Linked DNA regions of Pan troglodytes: region 1 is linked to region 2. The links are chromatin contacts, called in public capture Hi-C maps. All regions are on one chromosome and are shown on one strand. The core of a region is the stretch at or near the end of the contact, and the rest is flanking DNA. Distances in the headings are between cores, read along the strand shown. Region 1 overlaps SLC35C2 (solute carrier family 35 member C2). Region 2 overlaps CDH22 (cadherin 22).

Region 1 (3,894 bases), core at 480-2,979, 130 kb before region 2:
AGATCTTGTGTGGTTGGCATTGGGCTGGCCGAGGCAGCCCAGGACCCGGCCTCCCACTCTCTCTCCCTGTTGCTTTCAGGTCTCCATTTGTCCACATCTGAGAAAATCTTCCGTTTCCAGGACACAGGGCTGCTCCTGCGGGTACTTGGGAGCCTCTTCCTTGGCGGGATTCTCGCCTTTGGTTTGGGCTTCTCTGAGTTCCTCCTGGTCTCCAGAACCTCCAGCCTCACTCTCTCCATTGCTGGCATTTTTAAGGTACAGACTCGGGCGTGATGCCAGTCCTGTCTTAGAGAGGGAGCCCCCAGGGGTTTCTCACCAGCAGCTTCAGTCCCAGCTCCTGCACCCCAGGGCCCTGCAGAGAAGAGAAGGAAGTGCCCCATTAGGTGCCAGGCACTTTGCTGAGTGCTGTGCTGGCCCGTCCTTCTGCCTTGACCACAGCCCTGTGAGAGGGTATGATCACTCCCATCCCACAGACAGGGACACAGATGGAGAGCCGCCCCTCCCCAAGGGCACAGCAGGGGCCTCAAAGCCAGCTCTGACTCCGCCAGGCCTGGAACGCATTCACATTTTACCTTGACTGCCAACTCTGGCACTGGGCAGTGGCCTGGAGCCACAGGTTGAACAGCCCCTATCCAGACTCATCAGGAAAGAGTTCCGTGATTGACTGGCGGTGTCCTCCAAGGCCATGGCCAGGGCTAGTGAGACCCTGAGAAAGCACCCCTGTGGCCAGCCTTGCTGTACCTCTGCCTCGCAGGCCTGTCCTTCCCTCTCATACCTCTTCTCACTTCTCCCTCTCCCTCCCACACATTTCAACAGTCCTCCCTGTTCAGGGGCAGGGAGGGACTTTTCTCTTTGGCCAGGCACACACCAGTATTGAAGCAGTGTTGCCTAAACCCAGAAATGCAGGCCTGTCCGAGGGTCTTCTGGTGGCCAGCCGCATGCTGAGGCATGGCTGTGGTTCTTGGATGAACGGCCTTGCCAGTCCTATTTGGAGTCTCTGTTTATAGAGAGCCCCGGGACCAGTTGTGTCTTCAGTCCGGGGTAACACAGCATTCTCACACATAGGCTCAGGGCTCTCTTCTGTGGCTGCCTTCTGGGGCAGCCGTCCTTTATCCTTGTGGATAAGGCGCGATCTGGACACCCTGGTCCCCAGCCTGGGATCTGGTTTGCCTCTTTTATTCCTGACAGAATTCCATGACAAGCACCTCCTTTGTTGCATCTCACAGAAGGAGGCTAGCGGGACAGCGCCGCAAGCCGGCCGGGTCCCCTGACCTCTCTGCCTGCCTGGGCCCAGGATTTCAGGCAGATCTTGATCTGCCCACCTGAGTGTACCTAGTGCCCCCACCTTCCACCCTCCGGGTCAAGCAGCCAAATCTGCCTGTTGATCATGCTCCCTCCTGCTTCTCTGCACCCAGGAAGTCTGCACTTTGCTGTTGGCAGCTCATCTGCTGGGCGATCAGATCAGCCTCCTGAACTGGCTGGGCTTCGCCCTCTGCCTCTCGGGAATATCCCTCCATGTTGCCCTCAAAGCCCTGCATTCCAGAGGTAACCCAGAGTCCCTTCCAGAAGCCTCTGTTTTCTGTTCTTCTCCCTGTGACTCTTAGTGATTCTGATGCAGGAAGTGTGCCCGGTGGCTCTGCTGCCGTCACTCCTCTAGGAAGATGTGGGGGTCATCTCCAGAGTGGGTGGGTGGGGCCTGGGTGACTCAGCACACATGCAAATCAGAGCAAACCAAGAAAACCACGACTGGGCCTGTAACTGTGGTCTCTCTCTATCCCAAGGTGATGGTGGCCCCAAGGCCTTGAAGGGGCTGGGCTCCAGCCCCGACCTGGAGCTGCTGCTCCGGAGCAGCCAGCGGGAGGAAGGTGACAATGAGGAGGAGGAGTACTTTGTGGCCCAGGGGCAGCAGTGACCGGCCAGGGCAAATGGCTTAGAAGCAGGCCACTCCCCACCCTGCTGCCAGCACTCACTGTGCTCAAGCCGCCGGGGCTCATCATGGTAGCTGGGAGCTGTGGACGGGAGTCACCAGGTGGTGGGACCAAGCCAGGGACTCATGACTTTTGCCCCTCCCTTCAGAGCCTGGTCACACAAGGGGCGAGCACCAGGCCAGCCTGGGACTGGCCAGAGCTGGGCCCAAGCTGTGCTGGAATCACAGCAGGAGAGGGGAGTGGGCTGGTTCTTCCCACCACTTCCCAGGCTCTGACAGCCGAGACTCATTTCCAAGGCACAGCAGCTTTCTAAAGGGACTGAGTTTGGACTGGGTTTTGGACCTCGAGGGGCTGGAGCTTCATCACCTGGGCAGTGTCTTTTCTCAGAGAGCAGGTTTCTTTATAGTTTGGAAATAAATGGTTCACGGTCCACTGGCCGCCTTGTGTTGCTGGAGACGTGGGGGCAGGGAGGGGACAGTGTGGGCCTGGCCTCTCCTTTCCCTGCCTGGAGCCTTCTTCAAATGTCTGGTCTTAAGCCAGGCCTCCTTCATTTTCTCGCTCCTGTTCCCCAATGGGGCCCCACTGCACCTGCTGGCAGGAAATAAATGAATGTTTACTGAGTACTGCATTCCGGAGACCTTAACATGTTTTCACAGCCTAGTTTGAATCCTGGCTTTGTCACTAGCTGTGTGACCCTAAGCAAATGACCTAACCTGTCTGTGCCGTAGTTTTTTAATCTGTGAAATGGGGATAATGTCTATCTCAGAGTCCTTTTGAAGATTGAGTCATTATTAGTAACAGATTAAATGTTATATAAGCATTTCTTTTAATCCTTTTAACAACTAAGAGACTAAAGCCTGGAAAAGATAAAGAGCTGCTTAAGTGGCCGGGCTGAGGTTCACGTCCAAGTCTGTGTACGTCTGTGTGTGCACGTGCTGCACGTGACATCCACACAGCCTCCTGGAACTTCATGGGCCCCTGGGGCTTGGGCTTTCCACTCCTCCTTGGCCAAGTCCCACGTCTTCTCTAGACTGCAGGCCTCTCTCAAATGAGGAAGGGAGGGGGCAAGACCCCAGCTCTGATGTGCTGTGGACTGAGTCTACTCCTGTAAACTGGTTCCCGGGCCCTGGGAGACCCCCGCCGTTGGGGACAAAACTTTCCAGGCGAAGTGCTCCTAGGCACTCACAGCAGGTGGCGCCATTGCACCACACTGGCTCCCAGAGCCCAGCTGCCCTGCCACGGCTATCCAGACACCAGCAGAAAAGGGGTGCTTGGAAGAGGACAGTGGGTATCCATGGGTGGGGACAAGGATGGGGCTTGTTCTAAAATTGTTTCCATCAGGTTGGAGTCACTAAAGCTCGTTCAGTTAAGCCCAGGAGAACTTTAATACTTTAAAAATGGGTCTCCAAACTTCCTGTAAAGGGCCAGATAGTAAATATTTGGGGTTTGGGGACCATATGGTGTCTGTTGCAGCTACTCTGCCATCGTAGCACAAAAGCAGCCATAGATGACACAGACCCAGGGTGTGGCTGTCCCAGTGAAACCTCATTTACAAAAGTAGGATCCAGCTTGCTGGCTGAAGTTTACCAGCAGGAGAACCCTCAAGAATTCTCGAGTCCAACTTCCACTTCTGCAGCAGGAGACTGAAGCCAGGAGGGGGCGGTAACTAGCCCAAGGCCCTCAGAGCCTCCGTGCTCAGGAGTCAGACCGAGATCTGCCTCTAATTCAGATTCCCAGCACAGACTCAGCAGGCGGAGGTGGAGCACCAAGGGCGCTTGGAAGCGGCCTCTTATCTGGCTCCTGCACCTCTGCCCCCCTTGGATTCCACAAGCTCAGAGGCCAAGATTAAAGGAGGCTCGTGCTCCAGCTGGATGATTTGGGAAGAGCCAGCCAAGGAGGGGGACCAGGGCCTCCTCCGTCTTAGAGGCTGCTTGGGATGCAGGCTGCTTGGGCGGCAGGGGGAGCC
Region 2 (4,170 bases), core at 805-3,304:
AAGAACCAGGTTTTGCCTCCCCTTGCCCACAGCCCCACGGCAAGAGCTGCCCTGGTGCCATTCCCAGCCCCAGCTCTATTTCCCCCACCAGGAATATTCTGCTGATGCGGGTCTATATTTAGCAGCTGCTGCGAGGTACAGTCTGTTCTTGCTGTGCAGATAGCAGGGAGCAGAGCCGGAACGGGGCCTGGGAGGAAGGTGTGAGGGAAGGGAGGAGGCGGGGCGCCGCGAGGCCCCAATGCCAGAGGAGGAATTAACTTGTGTGTTTTAAAGGCCAGGCCTGCCAGCAGGCCCCCCACAGGGGCGACAGGGATGGCATTTGTGGGCTAATGAGGCATCACACGGGCTCCAGGGCCCCTTTTGCAGCATTTGGAGGGGACGGCAGGGGAGGCCAGGACAACAGCTGGAACTGGGGACGATGGGTGAAGACAAGGCTGCGGGAGCTGAGGCCAGGTTATAATTACCAGCCCCCGCCCACCACCACCCCAGCAGGAATAGAAATGTTCTCCGAGATTTCAAGATCTCTGCTGAAAATTGTCAACTGAGCCAGAGTCATCCATTTTACAGGGAGGGAATGAAACTAACATTTGTTGAGCACCTTCTAAGTGCCAGATCCTGGGGTCAGGATAATGAACTAGACCGGTTTCTGCCCTCACGGAGCTTCTGCTCCAGCAGAGAAGCAAATGGATAGCTACACCCAGGCTGTGAGAGGGGCAGTGGAGGGGCACTGGGAGTCAGCCAGTCAAAACGTCATTTGAGCACTTGCTGTGTGCCAGGCCCTATAGACACGAGATGAACAAGACCAGCATGGATTTCTGCCTCTGTGAAACTTATTTATGGAGGTACTCAATCCAGAACTTGAGGAAAGAGATCAGCAAGGCATCTCCAAAATGTGAGGCCTGCTGCTGGAAGCTTCCTCTCATTCAGTCCTCTCAACAGCCCTACCAGGTGGGTGTCTCCATTTCACATAAGAGGACACAGAGGCTCAGAGAGGCCCAGGAACTTGCCCATGGTCAGCTAGCATGTAAATGGTGGAAGGAAGACTTGAGCCCATATCTGTCTGGCCCCAGAGTCCTCCTGCAGCCTATCTGAGTCTGTGCAGCCCCAGCACCTGTAGTAGGCCCTCGGCAAGACTGTAATGAATGAATGAGTGAACGGATGAAGTCAAAGAGCCAGAAGCTTTCAAGAACAACTTCATGGACTGTTTTGGAATATTTGTACCCCTAGATCTCTCAGAGGGCAATAGTCTCCACCGTGCTTCTCCCAACATCAGGAGGAAGACAGTGGAGTGGAACATAGTAGATAGGAAAATATGTTATCAATTCCTCCCCGCCCTGCACACGGCTGCTTACTAATGTGACTTTGCCACTGTTCTGGGCAAGAGGTGGAGTCTGTTTCCCTACCCCTTGAACCTGGGTTCGCCTGGGACTACTTTGGCCAATAGAATGTGGCAGAAGTGATGTTATGCAAATTCTGACATTAGGCCTTAAGAGACCTTGCAGCTTTCACTTTTACTGTCCTGGAACACAGTCCTGAGACTGCTATGTAAGGAAGCCAGCCTACTGGAGGATGAAAGAACCAATGTGTCCCCGCCGACAGCCAAGACCAACTGCCAGACATGTAAATGAGCCATCTTGGACCTTCCAGTCAGCTGCTCCTCCGGTTTAGGCTCAGATGCGTGAGTAAGCCCAGACAAAATCAGCAGAGGAATGGCCCAGCCAACTGGATTTCTCTATCAGTCATCTAGAGCTATGTAAAAAAAAAAAAAAAAAAGAAAAAAAAAAACCCAAAACCTGGTAGCTTAAAGCAACAATAATTTATTATTTGTCACAATTTGGTGTGTCAGCTTGGCAGTTATTTTGCTGGGGTCACTCATGCAGCAACAGTCAGCTGTCGGGTCGCTGGGAGTGACTTCACTGGGACAGCTGGCAGGACTAGGCCTCCCTCTCCATGTGGCCTTTTATCCTGGGCTTCTTCACAGTACAATGGTCTCAGGATTCCAAGAGGACAGGCCGCAGCATACAGGGGCTTATCAAACCTCTGCTTTTGTCGCACTTGCTGATGTCCTATTGGCCAAAGCACACTTGCTGATGTCCCATTGGCCAGAGTCAGTGTGGGAGGGAATGACCCAAGGGCGTGGATACCGGAAGGTGTGGTTCACTGGGCACTGTCACCATAGCAACCTACCCTGTTCCCTGGATCCCGAGAACAAGGCCCAGGGGGCCCAACTCACACACACCCAGAGATGGCACCTGAATCCTACACACCACAAGGCTTCAGGACCAGTTTCCAAGTGAGAAGAGTGTCGTGTCCCCAGTTCCTCAGGAGCTGGAAGTGACAGGGACAGCAAAGAAGGCAGCCACGTGGAGCCTCTCTCACTCACAGAGGTGGAGCCAGGCCCCTGCTCCAGTCCCCACTCAGAGCTGGGACACTGAGCCTTTGGTGCCCAAGCCCATAGATACACAGTGACTCCACATCCTACCACGAATCCTGTACATTCACTGAGGTCCTGGATGGCAAGTGACCAGCACAAAGCTTAGCACACAGCAAGTGCTCGGCTAAAGTCACTCCCTCTCCACCTTTCCACCTGGGATCCCCTGCTCCCTGGCCTGGTGGCTGCTGCACTGTAAGCCTACCTGCCCTCCCCTCCCCACCCCCCACCATCTTTCTTCACCCTTCCTGCGTCTCCCTCTCTGTTTTCTGTATGTCTGTTCCCGCTCTCTCAGTTGTTCTTTGCCCATTTTTCTTCCCTCCTTTCTTTCTCTTCCTCTTTGTTTCTCTCTAGGTCTCTGTTTCTCTCTTACTGTCTCTTTCTGGGTATCTCTGGCTTTCTCTCTGGTTTATCTACCTCCCCCCGCAATCTTCCCTTCTCTCTTTTTCTGTCCCTTTCAGTCTCCCTCTCTGTCTGTTCCCCTCCCTTCCCCTCCCCTACCTTCCTTTCTTCCCTTCCTCTCTGTCTCTTTCCTCCTGTCTCTCACTAGGTTTCTCCCTGTCTCTCTTTCCCTGGGACTCCTTTTCTTCTTTCTCTCCTCTTCCCTGTCCATCACCTTCGCTCTCTTCCTCCCCTCTGTCTGCCTTCCGTTCTCTCTTTCCAACCCCCCAGGGTGGAGAATATGACACACCCCACCTTCCCTGTACAGCCCCTGCTGTCCAGGGCTGCAAAGCCTCAGCGTCCTGGCTATGCACTTTCTACACGTGTGACCTTCAACAAGGTACTTAGCCTCTCCGTGCCTCTGTCTCCTCATCTGTAAAACAGGTATAATCACAGCACCTTCCACATATGAATATTGAGAGGATTAAATGAGGCAATTCACCTAAGGTGATTAGAATAATGCCGGACACAGAGCAAATGCACATAAACATTAGTTGTTTTTATTACATGTAATTCTCATGAGATGAAATCCTATACGAGTGGTTCTCAACCAATCTTGCCCCAGGGTCCATTTGACAATGTCTGGAGACAGTTTTGGAACTAAGGCGACGGTTAGTGCTGCTGGCATTTAGTGGCGGGAGGCCAAGGATGCTACTAAATATCCTACAACATACAGGTCACACACACACACACACACACACACACACACACTACAGAGAATTATCCTGCCCAAAATGACTACAGTGCCAAGTTTGAGAAATCCTGTTGTTTAAGTCAGTATGGTGGTTGTCCCATTTTACAGATAAGGAAACTGAGGTTCAAAGAGGTGAAGGAATTAGCTCAAAATCACATGACCAAAGAAATGGCAGATCTGGAATCTATCCCAAGGCAATCCACTGCCAAGACTCCCCTGTTCCTGGGAAGACCAGTGGTGGTAGAGAAGGGGTCAGGAGGGGGCCTACTGAGGCGTTGAGAAGGCCACTGTTAGATGGTTTGTGTGACCTTGATTAGGCAGAATACCCATTCCATATCTGCATGTGATCCCACGAAAGCAGGACCACCCCTTAGTTGCCCCACCTCTGCCTACCTACCACAGGTACACACAGAAATACACACACAAACACCACACATACACACACGCCCTACAGCCTCTCCTTCCATTCTGTTGCCTGTATGGGAGTCTGGGGACTGTTGGGGGACATCAGGTGTCAGAGCTTGGGTTTTATGGGGCGCAGCATGGGGCTGCTGGTGCATGACTCCACCTGGCGCACAGGCCCCGGGCACCACCTGTCACCACC

Evidence for each region. Capture Hi-C pulls out chosen DNA fragments and counts their contacts.
Region 1: a capture Hi-C map of stem cell-derived neural stem cells shows a contact between it and region 2, with 3 times the contacts expected there. The contact joins two enhancer-like sites. A contact is called at or near these places in 1 of 7 Hi-C or Micro-C datasets (stem cell-derived neural progenitor cells) and 1 of 1 other capture datasets (stem cell-derived neural stem cells).

The regions. Positions count from the first base shown.
Region 1 is chr21:52,613,091-52,616,984 of NHGRI_mPanTro3-v2.0_pri, reverse strand. SLC35C2 (solute carrier family 35 member C2) reads left to right here. Exons shown (of 10, transcript NM_001280116.1): 8 at 80-255; 9 at 1,416-1,545; 10 at 1,782-2,360. The coding sequence ends at 1,912. Among named protein-coding and RNA genes, the nearest start is that of SLC35C2, 14 kb to the left of the region's middle. Within about 2 kb of position 1,729, at least 7 of the 24 cell types and tissues checked have an H3K27ac peak or open chromatin away from gene starts, as enhancers often do. A contact at or near this core is called in stem cell-derived neural progenitor cells and stem cell-derived neural stem cells, where this site is marked.
Region 2 is chr21:52,483,880-52,488,049 of NHGRI_mPanTro3-v2.0_pri, reverse strand. The region is part of intron 4 of CDH22 (cadherin 22); the gene reads left to right. Among named protein-coding and RNA genes, the nearest start is that of CDH22, 87 kb to the left of the region's middle. Within about 2 kb of position 2,054, at least 7 of the 24 cell types and tissues checked have an H3K27ac peak or open chromatin away from gene starts, as enhancers often do. A contact at or near this core is called in stem cell-derived neural progenitor cells and stem cell-derived neural stem cells, where this site is marked.